2 separate regions of the Oryctolagus cuniculus genome follow, and region 2 is linked to region 1. A link is a contact called in public Hi-C data. All regions are on one chromosome and are shown on one strand. The core of a region is the stretch at or near the end of the contact, and the rest is flanking DNA. Distances in the headings are between cores, read along the strand shown.

What was found. Hi-C and Micro-C count contacts between places; a contact is called where the count stands out from the background.
Region 2: a contact with region 1 is called in a Hi-C map of an unstated tissue, with 4 times the contacts expected there. The contact joins the enhancer-like site here to the promoter of TANC2 in region 1. A contact is called at or near these places in 4 of 6 Hi-C or Micro-C datasets (ear pinna, embryonic fibroblasts, skin fibroblasts and 1 more).

What each region holds. Positions count from the first base shown.
Region 1 is chr17:15,689,875-15,692,642 of mOryCun1.1, forward strand. TANC2 (tetratricopeptide repeat, ankyrin repeat and coiled-coil containing 2) reads right to left here and starts at 1,323. Exons shown (of 29, transcript XR_007911352.2): 1 at 1,184-1,323. LOC127484412 (a long non-coding RNA gene) reads left to right here and starts at 1,889. Exons shown (of 4, transcript XR_011383430.1): 1 at 1,889-2,768.
Region 2 is chr17:15,901,453-15,904,152 of mOryCun1.1, forward strand. MARCHF10 (membrane associated ring-CH-type finger 10) reads left to right here. Exons shown (of 10, transcript XM_070060508.1): 9 at 2,598-2,700. Among named protein-coding and RNA genes, the nearest start is that of MRC2, 62 kb to the right of the region's middle. Within about 2 kb of position 1,444, at least 2 of the 8 cell types and tissues checked have an H3K27ac peak or open chromatin away from gene starts, as enhancers often do.

The sequences.
Region 1 (2,768 bases), core at 73-2,572:
CCTAGGATGTTCTACCTGGGAAATGCTGCAAGAAGCGCTCCACTGACAGATTCCATGTTGTTGCTCTTTATGCCAATTTTCTGTATTCCTTTTTCTTTTTTTCTTATCTCACGGTCCCAACACCAACCACACACAAGAATATTTCACACTGCCATTCTGTAATTAACCACTGCACTAGCTTTTGGCTCCAACCTCGCAAAATGCCTGAAAATGTATCCCTTTTGTTCACCATATTGTTTTGTTTTCCTCATTCCAGATATTTTCACCTAATGCAAAAATCAAGAAAGGAGCACATATGAAAAATATTTCCATTTGCCTAATGATCTTGAACTCACAATTATGATCAAGATGTTTGGTATGGTTGTGGGGTTTTTTCCTTTAATTTTCCTGGAGAGGAGCAGAGAAGGACACCCACAACACCAAATCTTCTTCCTAATGTTAATTATCATTGTTTATGTCTTGTGAAAACCATTCTAAACATTCCACACCTGGAACAGAAGACAGGATACAACTGTATCAGAGCTCTACACGCTGACGGCCAAGCTTGGAATTATTTCAGCCCTATTTTTTCTTTCCCATCTCACAACCAGCCACAATTTGCTTTTTTTTCTTTCACGTGGATACTTTATCTCGGGGAGGGGGGGCAGCTAACCATAGCTGCTCTCGATTTCCCGTAGTAAAATATCTTAGCCATGAGCCTTATTAATCTTTTATTATACCACACCTCCCTTCCCAGAGGAATTACTAATTTCACTAATAACACCTCCACCGAGCATTCCAACGACACACAGGCCAGCCCAACCTGTGCCCTACCTGGCACGTTTCACAACTACTTTTATGCTGCATTCTGGGGGCACATTTTGCAACTCGTTCTGCACCACATTCCCCGCCACGTTCAGCACTGTGCCTCGCATCTCATCCCGGGTCCCCGGCATGCAGACACTCTCTAGGTACCACATTCCAGGACACCTTCGGTGACAGCCAAGCGGCCGATCTCTACCCCTCTGAAGCCACCCTGGTGCCACGTTCGGAGCCAGCCTTGGGCCCCGGAGGGAGGCACGCCGCTGCCCACCTCGCCGTCTCCCCGCTCGCCCCCGCCCCTCTCCCCAGAGCCGAGGCGTTGCGGGCGAACGCCCCTGTCACCGAAGCGACCTTTCCTCTCCCGGTCCCCGCGGGCTCTTACCTGCCGCTCTGAGGGGATCGCTGCACGTCGGGGTCAAGCCCCAGCCCTCGGGGTCTCCGGTGAGAATCGCGCCGCCCGCCGGCGCCGCCCGCGTCTCTCAGAGCACCTCGCTGCCCCCCGACGCCCCGTGGCGGCTCTGCGCCCGGGTGCGGCGCGGCGGGCCTCGCGGCCGGCGAGCACAGCCCGCGGCGGTCCTCCTGTCAGCGGCGGCGCGGGGGCAGCCTCTCGCCCCTCAGCTCGGCGGCGGCGGCGGCGGGCGCCTCGCTCCGCCTCGCGCGCGGCACAGCCGGGAGGTGAGCGCGAGGGGGATGGGAACGGGGGCGGGGCCGCCCCGAGGAGGCGCGGAGGGTGGCGGCGGGAGGGCAGCGCCGGCAGCCCCGGGCCCGGCGCTCGGGGCGCTCTCGGCTTCTCCCGCTGGGCGGGCGGCTCGCGGGAGGCGGCTGTGCCAGCGGGCCCCGCCGCAGCAGCGCTCCCTGCAACCCGCGCCCGGCCGGCCGCTCGCTAGCGCCGCCGCCGCGCCGGGGGCGTCGCACCCTTGGAGGCCGCCCGCAGCCCCGCCCCCTCCGGGCCGGGGTGGGGAGGAGCGCGAGCGCGGAGGGAGAGCGCGTGCGTGGGGGCGCGTGCGTGGTGGAGCGCGCGCCCCCGCCCCTCCCCCTCCGTAGTTCGGGGCCGGGGAGCGGCTGGGGGCGAAGGCGAGAGAGCGCCCCGGCGCTCTGTGGTGTCTGGGCATTTCTCGCTTCCTCGGGTGGGGGGCGGGGGCTTTGGCGGGGTGGACTGCTTTTGGTGGGGAAGGGGGAAGACGCTCAGGAGCTGACGAGGCCCTGCAGAGCCCGGCCCCGCCCCCAGGGTGATGTCACTCTCGAGGTGGCGGCCGCTGTCACGTGCGCCCACTTCAGGGCTTGTCCTCTCGCTTTGATGGCCAGAAAACCGTTCCTCTAGATTGCCCCACCTTCGGTCACCTCAGGCACGTGTCCCTCCTGGAGTCATCGAAGCCTACAAGTGTCAGTTCTTGCTTCCTGGGCTTTCGATTGTGATTTTTAGATTGTTTCACGGTGCCACAGTTGGCTGTGGTGGGAATCAGAATGAGGCGGAAAAAAAAAAAATACCACCGACCGACCGACCGACCGCGCGGGGAGGGGTGGTAATGGAGAGGGAGGAAGAAGACCGTCTGCCGAGAAGTGCACGCGCCACAGCTTGCGAGCCTGAGGTGCAGGTGTGACGCCGCTCCGCCTCCAGGGTGGAGACGCAGCCATGTGGCTTTGAGAGCTGGGCGGCAAGCCTGCGAAAGCCACCGCGGGGAAGCCTCGTTGAGGATACGAGGTCTCCCGTCCCCTTGCACCTCCACCTGGACCTTCTTCCCCTCTATTTTCCCTCCTGCGAAACGGCAGGTCAACTGTGGAAGCTATTTGGAATCAAAGTGCTTTCGGGTGCTGCAAGAGGATGCAGAGCAGTCAGGATTGCATGCTCTGCCTGGCTAGTCTTCCCTTCCATAAACTGAAATGACCTTTTGTAATCATCCACTTCCTAATGAGATGCCATGATTGGAAATAGATTCGCGAAATTACATCAATCAAGGAAGCTGTGT
Region 2 (2,700 bases), core at 194-2,693, 210 kb after region 1:
TGCCCACAGGCATGCGGTCACTGTGGCCCTGCACAGTTCACGTGCTTTGCCCCAAATCACCACGCTCACTGGCCCCAGGCTGCCCACCTCACCTGGCACCTGGCATGCCCTCCGCCTGCTGGAGAGATGCTCCCGGAGGCCTCGCCACGCCCTGCACGAGGGTCTCAGCAGGCCTGGGCTGCCCCTGCCGCGTCTCAGCCCAGGACAGGTGTCCTTGGCCGCACACAGGCACCCGATCGCCCTCAGAGTCGGGAGCGGCTCTCCAGCACATTCGAAGGCTCCAGTATTCATCCAGGCTGACAGCTTCTTCCAGTGCTTCCCCGGATGCTGAGAATTTCCATCAGCGTCAAATCTCTTGTCTAAAACGAACATTAAGAGAAACGTAGGGAGCAGGAGGAGAGACATGCAGCTGGTGGGCGGGCGGGCGGGGCTCTGCAGAAGTCTTCTGTATCGCACAAAGCGGATTCAGAATGCGATGCGATTGGGCTGCGGTCCTCAAGCTAAAGAATGTTCCAGAATCTGGCTCGCTCAACCCTTGCTGAACAAATTTCATGGCGCTCCCTCCGTTGGCCAGGCCCTCCCACTTGTGGCGCGGCGTGCAGACAGCTCGGAGTAGCCGGAGTAGCCACACGAACGCCGGCTCCAATCGACGGCAGCATCCGGAGCTCAGAGCACAGAGCAGCGGAGCCGCCCACGTGACAGGTTCCCTCCCACAGGCCAGAAAACAGACAGGATCCGCTAGCAGTGGCTTCTGAAATTATCTGCAGAAAACATTAGTGGATTTTTTCCCATCTGCGTGCCTCCCGGCTTTATTGAGTCATAAAAAAGTCAATGATTTCCCCGAATGCTTGGACAAACCTGAGCGTCCCAAGCCTGTCTCCAGCCAGTGATTTGCCATGGCGCCTCAGAGTGGCTCTGTGCACCCCAGCTCCTGGCAGGAAGACCGTGGGCGGGCTGGGGGATGCCTGGGCTCAGGAAAGCCCCTGAGGGACAGGCCAGTTAGGAGGTGGCTTAGCCAGGTGGGGTGGGGGTGGAGAACAGTCTTTAAAAGAGTCCCAGCCCGGAGGGTGGGAGAGGTACTTCGAACAGAATCAAGAACAAGCCATAGGCCCTCTGCTTGCCAGGGCTGGCTGAACAGAGGAAACCCTGCCACGGAAGGCTAAAAATAGCAGGCGAAGTGCTAAGGACAAGATGGGTTTTCCAAGACGGGTCTAGCGACAGTGGAGAAGCCGGAGCAGGGCGCCCGCAGCCGGCTGAGATCCGGAGCTGGCCCTGGTCAGAGGATCCTCGCTCAACTCCATCGCCCTTCCTGGCCGCTCCCTGGTCCTGCAAGGGGTGGGTTCTGGACCGCCTGCCTGAGCTGCCCTAGAGCCACGTTGGGAACAGAGAAACAAGTCAGGGAAGCTGGTGGTGGCTGCAGGAGGGAGGAGGAAGGGGAGCTGAGTCCACTGCCGTCATCCTGGGAGCGCGGAGTCACGGTCACCGTCATGGCGCTGACCTGTCCCTGTCCTCTGCTGGGGATTCAGTCCCCGGGGCTGGGTGGCTTTGGAGCCCAGTCTGGCCCATTCTCAAGCTCCCACCCACCCAAAGGGATCTGTCCTGGGCCAGGGAGGGGCTCAAAGGCCGCCCCTCCTTCCTCTGCTGCTGGCTTACTGAAGGTCCAAGCAGGGCCCCAGGGGTGAGGACAGAGTGCCGTGGCCAGCCTGATGGCCAAAGCCTCCCTTGGCAGCACCATTGAGGAAAAGAAAACACAGCCCAGGGCCCAAGACAAAGCCGAGGAACAGCGCCAGGTGCGAGCTTGGGGTCCGAGAACAAAGGAACGACGAGACTCCCGCTGCATCTCCACTGCAGCCCACAGTGCGTGCAGCCTATGTCGAAGCTTTTCGCAGGCCAGGCTCGCTCCTCCACACCAGGTGACGGGGTGCCCCCCTGGCAGCGCCCTGTGCTCCCCACAACACCCAGCTCAAGGTTTTGCTCAGTAACCGCTCGTTAAATGGCTGTGGAATGCAACGGAGCCTGGCAAATGGAACTTGCCCAGCGCGTGCTCTGTAGGAGGTACCGCACAGCTAGAGTGCGGTGGCGTTCAGCCACGTGGCTGGGCCTGCCGCGCCCTGCAGCCGCGTACCTGGGTTCCACACCTGGCTCAGGCTCCTGACCGAAGCTTCCCACCCATGGAGACCTGACAGGCAGGAGTGACAGCCCAAGAGGGTGGGCTCCTGCCACCCATGCAGGAGATCTGGATTGAATTCCTGGTTCCTCAAGTAGTTGGGTCCCTGCCACCCACACGGGAGACCTGGGTTGAATTCTAAGATCCCAGGGCTGGTGCAGTCATTTGAGTAGCAAACCAGCAAATGAGAGTGTCTCTCTCTCTCTCTCTCTCTCTCTCATAAACAAAAAGAACTGCAGGAGACGGGCTGCCTTGGCCTCGACCCTGGTCCTCCTGCAGCTCTGTCCCCTGATCCCCCAGGGCAGCCTGGCCTTGGAGCCTGGGCTCCTGGCCCATTTCTCGTTCCCCTTAGCCTTGTTACCCCCCACCCCGTGATTCAGATCATGAATGTTTTACAGCTGAACTCAGGAGCCTCCTTTTCCTTATTTAGGCACAGAACGAGCTGATCAACTCCAGCTTCTACCTGGTGCTGCTGCTTTACTTCTACGAGCAGAGGTTTGCAGAAATTATGACACTCAACTACGACTGGATCA